Regions from separate parts of the Mus musculus genome. Here regions 1 and 2 are each linked to region 3. Evidence: chromatin contacts called from public promoter capture Hi-C data. All regions are on one chromosome and are shown on one strand. Each heading gives the region's core, a stretch centred on a gene start, on an enhancer-like site or on the middle of the called end of the contact. The rest is flanking DNA. Distances are from core to core; before and after follow the strand shown.

Region 1 (3,249 bases), core at 418-2,917, 670 kb after region 3:
TGCTAAGCCCACTTCAACCCTGGAGGTTAGCCAAGGTCAGTCCTTTCTGTTGTCTGCCCTGCAGCTGCTTTGCTGCAGACACCTCCACCCATCTCACCCTCCAGAGCAGGCCACTCTAGGCTGTAGATGTTGGGACAGTGGGTGCCTGGGAGGGTGGATCAGATGGGGCGCCTGCTGGGCATGAAGGCAGGCCTCGGATGGTCCTTCCCTCTGGCTTAGTTCCCCTCCATAGCTCTGTCCCTCCAGTTTGTGTCTCCTCACGTCTCTGCCCTCACTTTGCTGGCATGAACACCTGAAATGCAGTTACCAGTTGTAGATAAAATTGGCTCTGCATCTGCCTGGAGCCTCAGAACCTCCAAGGACAGGAAGTTAGTCCAAAATATTTTCTGAGGACTTAAGAGAGACACAGAAGTAGGGAGCAGAATTGGGGTAGCCTGGGCTAGGGGCACTGAGGTGGAATGAATAATGAATAATTACCACACCGTTTTGTTTGGTTATTTAAGGCAGTTTCCTGTAGCCCAGGCTGGCCTCAAACTCACTATGTGGCTGGGGATGACCCTGAAATCCTGATCCTCCAGCCTGCACCTCATAAGTGCTGGCGTGGCTGGCTACACCACACCACACCATACATTCTGGGGTGGAACCCCCGGTTTCATACATGCTAGGCCCACGTTCTCCATCCCCAGCCATGCTTATGTTTTTGGAAAAAGATCTTGCAAGCTGAGTGTAGCCTCACATGCCTTTAATCCCAGCACTTGGGAGGCGGAGGCAGGCAGATCTCTGACTTGAACCTAAAACGGGGCAGATTCGCCCAAAGCACCCCTAGACCCTATACATCTTACTCTCCAGATGGAGCGATGGAGGTCTACGGGTCTCGTTATCTAACCTCAGGCTGGTAACTCCGTGGCGGGAGTCGGAGGAGGCCCCTCTCTCCACAAGATCCCGGGATGAGAGAGGCGGAAGGAGGCTGGAAGAATCAACAGGTGGGAGTTTCCAGGAAAGGGCCACAGGGTCTCCCCAGAGTGCACCCCCCCCCACCACCAGCCTGGGTGAATCTGGGATCTGGGGGTTTTCCTGCCGCGCTCCCTCCGCCCCTAAAGTTGGGGGTGAGGAGGACCCCGCCCCGGGCGGGGAGGGGGCGGGGCCTGCGGGGTCCCAGTCTAATGGCAAACATCTGCTGATCCCCACACCCGCCCAGCAGCCAGGCCCAGCCCGGCCGGACGCCCGGATGCCTTCCCGCCGCTGAGGGGCCTGGTCCGGCCACCCGGAGCTGCGAGAGCGGGGACCTGGGAAGGTTAGGGGACAGAGCTAGACGAGAGTGGCGGAGCAGAGGAAGAGAGGCAGGGAATGATAAAGGCATAGAGGTGGGCTAGGGGCAAGGGAAGCAGGGCCCAGGTCAGGGCTGGGGAGGGGAGAGGAGCGCGGGGACCCAGACGCTCCGGTTTGCAAAGTTTGGGCGCAGATGTTAAGACTTGAGAGGGACCAGCTAAGAGAGAGTGTGCGAGCTTGTAGCCTCGGGTTGGAGGTGGGTTAGAAATCCTGATAGTGCCCCTAGAGTAGCCCGGACCCCACGCCACCCCGATCAGCCCTCCGTCCCACTCGCCTGGCACGCTCGAGCCTCCGCCGTCCCAGGCGTCCTGCCCGCTCCGCCTCAGTCGCCGCAAGCTTGCGGAGCCAGCGCGGTAGCCACGCCCCCACCAGAAAGCCACGCCCCTCCAGTCTCCCGGGCGCCTCGGCCGCGGGGCCTGGGGGCGAAGTTGAAGGGTGGTCGTGGGGGTGCACGCGCTCTCGCTGCGGCCTGAGCACGTCCTAGGGTCTCAGTCGGCTCCTGGCCACCAGCCCTCCGGACAGGGTCCCCGCTTCTCCAAGCCTGGTGCCCGCCCTTCGCAGCTGGACGCTGCAGGGGGCGGAGCTGGCCGCAGCCCAGCTCGAGGGCGGGTGCGGTAGCGGCGACTGGAGGTCACCCCTCCCCCGTTGGCCGCCAGCAGCTGGAAGTCTTCCAGCTGCAGGCCGGGTGCACCATGGCGTGACCGCCGACCCAAACTCTAAGATTGCAGCACCCACACCCCAATCTCCTGAAATTGAAGTTGTGCCTCAGTTTCCCCATCAGCAAAATGGGGTCAATCACATGACCCATCTGTTAAGTGTGTTCAGAAAATTCCCTTCATACTACTCTTGGGCTGACACAAATCACAGGGCGTGGTTTATTGATTTTGTGAGGTTGGGGATGGACCCCAGGACTCTGAATGCTAATCACTCTGCCTCTAAACTACACCCTAGTCCAGAGATGAACTTCTGTTTGCACTGGACTTTCTGAAGCCACTCTCACAGCGGGACTGCACACCTGTAGTCCCAGCACATGAAAGATGTGGAGCCAGGGCGATCAAGTACTAGAGAGGTCACCTTCTACTCCAGTAATTCTGAGCCAGGAGAGACTGTCTCAAAATAAACAAACTAAAGACAAAACAACAGGAAAGAAAGAAAGGAAGAAAGAAAGAAAGAGAGAGGAAGGGAAGGGGAGGAAAGAGGAAAAATATAGCTTCCTGGAAGCCTCTGCTTAGCACACGTGACAGGTGGATGTCTCAGTGGGTAAACTGCCTGCCGGTGTGAACTAGGATCTGAGTTCGAACTCCAGCATCTACATAAGAGTTGGGCCCACAAGTTTACCTGTAAGCCGAATTCTGGGGGCTGGGCAGATCTCTATGGCTGGGGCTTACCAGCCAGTGAACCTAGCTGCATCTATGAACTCCAGGTTCAATGAGACCTGTCTCAAAAAATAAGTGGATGACCAAGGGGAGGCTCGTCAGATGTCAAGACGAAGGTGCCTGCTGCAAGCCTGAAAGCTCAATGCCTGCGATCTATACAGTGGAAGGGGAGAACTGAGTTCTGCAAACTGTCCTCTGACTCCACATGTGTGTCATGGCACCCATGCACCCACAAACATACAGACAGACAGAAAGAGAGAAAGAGGAGAAAAAAATACAATTAAAAATGATAAACCATTTAATCCCAGCACTTAGTAGAAAAGGCTGAGGCTGAGGTGGATGGGTCTTTGTGAGTTCAAGGCCAGGCTGGGAAGCAAAGTAAACACAAAACAAAAAGTGGAGAGACTGAGGAATACTCGTACATCACACGCTTGCACACGCAAACCCTCACCACAGGTGGACACACGTGACCTCGCACACAGGAAACACTCTTTCCCATGGCCATGTTACAATGTGAGTGTGTTCTCTTCTCCCACTGAATGAA
Region 2 (3,099 bases), core at 557-3,056, 950 kb after region 3:
ACGTTTTTGCCCTCTCTCTTCTGCCCTCCCAGTTACTTCCTTCCATTGCAAAGGAAAGCTTTTAACAACAGGAGCTAGGTGAGCTTGAAATGTGGCTCCATTGGTAAAAATGCTTGCCCTGAAAGTATGAGGACCAGGGCTTGAGCCCTACATACAAAGCGGCTTGCAATCTGAGCAGTCGGAGGAAGCAAAAAAGGGCAGGTCCCCGAGCTCGCTGCTAGCCAGCCTAGTCAGTGAGCTACATGTCCCACTGAAAGATCTGTCTCAGAGCACACGGTGGACAGCTCCTGAGGGACAACATCCAAGGTTGACATTTGTCCTTTGTACACGTGAACACATACTAACATACATCCCTGTACCCACATATGAACACATAAGATTGCTGGGTGGGATAGCACATACCTGTAATCTCAGCACTTGGGAGACCCCGGCTGGCAGACCTCTGAGTTTGAGGTGAGACGATCTATATAGGCATAGCAAGTTCCAGACCAGCCAGGACTACATAGGCAGGAAGATGGCCTCCAGAATCAAACCAGCTGGTGATAATTAGTAAGTCCCATGTCAGTCTGAGCTACAGTAAGGTCCTGTCTAAAATTTAAATAAATAAGAGTGGGGAGAGGAAATTTAGCTGAGAAAGGAACTTGCTGTTGGAACAAACAAAGCAAACCTAATGACCTGAGTTTAAACCCTGGAACCAACATAAGGTGTATGGATAAAACTCCAGAGCTGTCCTCTGACCTCCACCATGCACCAGTGCACATGTGCCCCACCTCCATACCATGGCTAAAATAAAAACTTCAAAGTAAATACACATCGGATGGAGTCCACCTGCTGTACCTCCCCTCTCTCTCATAACTCCAGCCACACTGTTTTGGTCTGATGCACCTCAGGCACGGGCTTTGAACTTTTTTTTTTTTTTTTTTTTTTTTGGTTTTTGAGACAGGGTTTCTCTGGCTGTCCTGGAACTCACTCTGTAGACCAGGCTGGCCTCGAACTCAGAAATCCGCCTGCCTCTGCCTCCCGAGTGCTGGGATTAAAGGCGTGTACCACCACGATTCTTTTACCCTCTGCCTACTACTTACTGTCTTGGTATATGCCTGTAATCCAGCACTCAGAAGGCTGGAGCAGGAGGATGTTCATGATGAATTCAAGGCCAACTTGGGGTACATAAAGAATCTTGTCGCAGGGAAAAACACATTGCTTGCAACAATCACTGTTTTGAATTATCTGTTATGTTTGTGGTTTGCTCAATTAGGAAATACTTTTTAAAATCTGTTTTTCTCATCTGATTTCTGTTTAAAATCTGGTTGTGTCTCCACTAGCTGGGCCAGTGCATGGTACATGGTAACTGCCCAACACCGACCAACGGAGTGGAACTAAGCAAGTTTCTACAAAACAGAGAGAAATCTGAACAGCCAGGTCGCGTGTGTGTATGCGTGTGGGCTGGCACGATTCCGGGTCTCTAAGAGGTCTCATTGGAAGGTTCCAATGCCTGCGTCACAGACAAGATGTGTGGCCCAAGTCCGCGGTCCCATCTGTGAAACGGACCGCCTGCAGCAAGAGGTGCCCAGCAACCTTTCCAGGCACGTTCCCAAGCCTGCACCCCAAAAGGTCACAGTGTCCCGACTCTGAGGCCGAGTTGAAGGTCATCCTCCCCGGCTCTACCAGGCCTGGAAGTGGACGCCCCGAATCCCAGACAGTCCCATAAACCTCCCACGCGCGACCCACCTACTCACGTGGCCAGCCGCAGACCCGAGCCGGCTCTGTGGGACCGCTGGACGCTGTCATGTTGAGCCACGGAGCTTCCGGTTACGAGTCGAAGGTGACAGCAAATCAGAAGAGCCTGTGACGATAGGTCCCGCCCTCAGGAAGAGATCCACCAATAGGAAGGGGGGAGACGCTGGTTTCTCCTCAGGAGCAGGCCCTGCCCCTCACTGAGCTCCAGAAGCCTGGAGACTTTGGATACCAGTACGGAGGCGCTGGAGCGGGTTCCCCGGCGTCCGTCCGGTCCAACTTTCTCCGCGGTGTGGTAAATTATTATTATTGTTACGGACTGGAAGCACCACATCCGGTTCGGAGCCCAGGGCGGCTTGCGTGCTAAGCAAGCACTCTACTGCTGTCAACTAAGCCGCAGCCCCAGTCCCGGAATGCATTTTTTTACTAAAGAGGTTTTTTCAGTTTGGTTGGTTGAGTTGTTTGAGTCAGGGTCTTGCAGTGGTGCTCAGCCTGTTCTCAAAACCCTGGATTCAAGAGATCCTCGGGGTTCAGCCTCCCGAATAGCTGGAACCTCAGCTGGGCAACACTGCCAACAGCTTTAACAGAATGTCAAGCTGTGTTTATTTTTACTGTGTGTTATGTGTGTAAGTCTATGTGAGCATGTTCGTGTGGGAGTCAGAGGGCAGCTTGGGGGATGTTCTTTCCATGTGGGTACTGGGGATGAAACCTGGGTCATCAGGCTTGGCTGCGAGCACTTTTAACGCCCTTTAATAAAAATGTTTGAAGTTTGAATTCATCTATGTGAAATGGCCATATAAGTACAACAAGGGCTACTGTGAAAAAGGACATGCATTCCTGACCCCCCTCTCTCCCTCCCCAACAGGGAGTCTAGATTGACTCTTTAGCCCACCCACACTGAGGGCTGCGAGGCCTATGGAGTGCATGTCTAGATGACTGGATCGCCGGGGAATTGTACGCATGTATAGAGGAGAGGGATTTTATACATGTATAAAATGATTGAATATAGGCTTTTATTGTTTTAAGTGCATTTTTAAACATTGTTGTATTTTGGGTGGCACATGTGGTGATAATTTACTAGAATCTATCCTTTGAGTCCCAGGGATTGAACTTGGGCCATCAGACTTGGCAGCACTTTACCCACAGAGCTGACCTGTCAACCCCATAAGTAATTATTTTTATTTATTTATTTATTTATTTATTTATTTTGTTTGTTTGTTTTTTCGAGACAGGGTTTCTCTGTATAGCCCTGCTGGCTGTCCTGGAACTCACTTTGTAGACCAGGGTGGCCTCGAACTCAGAAATCCGCCTGCCTCTGCCTCCCAAGTACTGGGATTAAAGGCGTGTGCCATCACCGCCCGGCAG
Region 3 (3,156 bases), core at 178-2,677:
GAAGTGGACATTAGGTCCTTCCTCTATTACTTTCTACTTTTTAAATGCTTTTTCAAACATGGTTTCTCTGTGTAGCCCTGGATATCCTGGAACTTACTCTGTAGACCAGGCTGGCCTCAACCTCAGAGATCTGCCTGCCTCTGCCTCCCAAGTGCTGGGACTAAAGGAATACACCATGACTGCCTGGCTTCCACACTTATAATAAGTGTGAACATTGTGCCTACATGTTTGTCTGTACCTCATATGTTCCTGGTACCGATGGAGGCCAGAAGATGGGGTAAGATCCCCTGGAACTGGAGTTATATATGGTTGAGAGCTGCCATGTGGGTGCTGGGAACTAAATCTAGGTCCTCTGTGTTAACAGTGACTGTAACCCTGAGTCGTTTCTCCTACTCCTTTACCTTATTTTTTGAGGCATGGTATTACTAAACCAAGGTCACTGTTCTGGCTGGGCTGTCTTGGGAGCCCCTAAGAGCTTCCTGTCTCCATCCCCTAGTGCTGGAGTGACATGCCTGCTGCCACACTCCGGTTTCTGTGAGTGTTGGGATTCAAACTTGGGTCCTTATGTTAGCAGGCACTTTTCCAACTGAGGGAACATCCATTCATCCTTTATGTTATGATTTTGATGTTGGTCCAACAGTGTAGCCCAGGCTATCCTGGAACTCACACTGTAGCTCACACTGGTCTCCAAAGCATGGTGGTCCTTTTGCCTCAGTATTCTAAATGCAGGAATAATGCACTATACTCAACATCACACACACACAATTTTAATTTTGAGGCAGCATTTTACAATAGAGCTCACAGCAATCCCTCTGCCTCTGCCTCCTCAGTGTTGGACTCGGAGGCAGATAGGTCAGCAAGCCCAACCTTGAGCCCACCAGCCTTAGTAATTTATGTGACTGTAGGCGCACCTACATACAGTCAGATCTGCCTGTAAAGGAGGCTGGGGCCAGTGTCTATCTCAAAGGCAAGAGAGAAAGCGTCTGGCACACAGTAAGCGGTTAATAGTTGTGGACCGTATCTATTCCTGTTCAGGGCGCCATCCTGGGGACATGGGCTTTTAAGAGAACTCCCTTCCTCCTTCCTGGATCGTCTCAAAAATTCAGGTTTAGCTTTGAAGACGAAATCCAGGTAGTTTGTACTTGCAGAAACTGCATCTCTCCGCACCGACTGTCCGAAAACTTGCCTACCTATCTGGCCCAGGCAATAACTGCACTGTGCACTCTCCAGGTAACCCACCAGTCTCACTCTGGGGCAGTGTTAATGCAGGCAAGTCCCAAGCCTCCTCGCTGCCAGCTTCCCACAGCGGACCCTCTGCACTCACCGTTTCCGGAGTACTCAGGCTTGGGACCCTGGACCCCGCCCCACTGCCTCGGGGAGCCGCTGGAAGTCCACCGCCTACGCGCCACTTGCCATTGGCTACCTGAAGTGCGCATGCCTTTGGCTGCGGTCCGTCCCACCCAGTTTACGGTCCTACATCCCTATTGGTCATTGTACGAGAACAGCGGCGTTCCGAATGTTGATGGTGAGGGATTATTTTAGTCGTGATTTGTTGGCGTGGCAAGCGGAACTGAGGAGGCCTCTACGATTGGACGTCGAAGGTGAGGGCGGAAACGCAGAGGAGGGCTGCAGGGCCGGGCGGAAAAGTGAGGTCTGTAGGCGAAGGACCTGGAACCCTCATTGCCTAGGCTTCTGCCCGTCGGCCTACACCAGGGTATCGCGGCTGCAGAGTCACCCAGGCTTGAGGCTCCCAGTGCTATCCCTACACATCCAACCTCTCCCATCACCACCCCTTTTAAAATACCGTATCCCAAGCCCCACCCCCCAAGCTTTCCTTGAACAGTCTTTGGTGAATAGGCTGTAGCTCAGTGCTTGCAATTAAGTGTGAAGACACATGCCTGTAGTCTCAGCACTTGAGTGGAAAAGAAAGCTCAGAAGAGATGGCTCAGAGGTTAAGAACACTGACTGCTCTTCCAGAGGTCCTGAGTTCAATTCCCAGCAACCACATGGTGGCTCACAACCATCTGTAATGGGATCCGATGCCCTCTAATGATGTGTCTGAAGACGCGACAGTGTACTCAAATACATAAAATAAATAATTTTTTTAAAAAAAAAGTTCAATGCCATCCTCTCTACTTTGAGTTGGGGCGAGATTTGAGAACGACATAGGCTGTATGAGACCCAGTTTTTGTTTTTGTTTAAAGATTTATTCAAGACGGGCAGTGGTTGCACATGCCTGTAATCCCAGCACTCGGGAGGCAGAGGCAGGCGGATCTCTGAGTTTGAAGCCAGCCTGGTCTACAGAGTGTGTTCTAGGACAGCAAGGACTACACAGAGAAATCCTGTCTCGAGAAACCAAAAAAAAAAAAAAAAAAAAAAATATTCATTGTTATATGTAGGAAGACTGTAGATGTCTTCAGACACACGGGAAGAGAGCATCAGGTCTTGTTAAGGATGTGTGCCACCTTGTGGTTGCCTGGATTTGAACTCCTGTCAATCAGCAGCCTATGCCTCCCTGCCTGTTGCCCATTTCCGAGGCTCTCCAAATATGTTTCCTTTAACTTCATTGACTTTTGTCCCTAGTCCAGATCTATATTAGTACGGTTCCACTCGGCCGGTGCACACCATCCATGAATCAGAAGCAGATTGCAAACTGCTCCAGAGATGATCTACACCGCACCAGACCCAAGCAGCCCTACAAACCAGAAAGCCCTGGACCTGCTAAAAACTAACGTGAGCCCAGGCGCCCAGCAAATGAGACTGTCCCTTCAGCTGGGTCGGCAAATCATACGCTTGTGGTGAATGCCTCACTGCCCTAATTTCCTCCCCTACTCTGGCTAACAGACCAGCCTCCCTGGGCTGTGACAGGGAGTCCTAATTTCACCAGAAAGTAGTTACAGAGCAGAGAGCATAACCCCTTCTCCTCAACAAAGTGCTGGGGTGCTCGATACCAGGAAACTCCCTGGTAAAGGAAACAAAATGGTGACTTTGTTTTGTTTTTTTCCCCTTTAAGATTTATTTATTTATTTATTTATTTATTTAGTGTATGTGAGTACACTGTAGCTGTCTTCAGACACACCAGAAGAGGGTGTCATCTCATTATGGGTGGTTGCTGGGATTTGAACTCAGGACCTTTGGAAGAGCAATCAGTGCTCT

The links. Promoter capture Hi-C pulls out the DNA fragments that hold promoters and counts their contacts.
Region 1: a promoter capture Hi-C map of second pharyngeal arch cranial neural crest shows a contact between it and region 3. The contact joins the promoter of Kank2 here to the promoter of Tyk2 in region 3. A contact is called at or near these places in 3 of 39 promoter capture datasets (liver and second pharyngeal arch cranial neural crest) and 1 of 115 datasets of contacts at active chromatin or transcription factors (microglia).
Region 2: a contact with region 3 is called in a promoter capture Hi-C map of liver, with 5 times the contacts expected there. The contact joins the promoter of Ecsit here to the promoter of Tyk2 in region 3. A contact is called at or near these places in 2 of 39 promoter capture datasets (both in liver).

What each region holds. Positions count from the first base shown.
Region 1 is chr9:21,796,879-21,800,127 of GRCm38.p6, forward strand. It overlaps Kank2 (KN motif and ankyrin repeat domains 2), which reads right to left and starts at 1,668. Exons shown (of 12, transcript NM_145611.4): 1 at 1,604-1,668.
Region 2 is chr9:22,083,621-22,086,719 of GRCm38.p6, forward strand. It overlaps Ecsit (ECSIT signalling integrator), which reads right to left and starts at 1,807. Exons shown (of 9, transcript NM_001253897.1): 1 at 1,737-1,807; 2 at 403-588. Gm16845 (predicted gene, 16845) reads left to right here. Exons shown (of 3, transcript NR_040407.1): 3 at 1,323-2,511.
Region 3 is chr9:21,129,848-21,133,003 of GRCm38.p6, forward strand. It overlaps Tyk2 (tyrosine kinase 2), which reads right to left and starts at 1,428. Exons shown (of 25, transcript NM_018793.2): 1 at 1,325-1,428.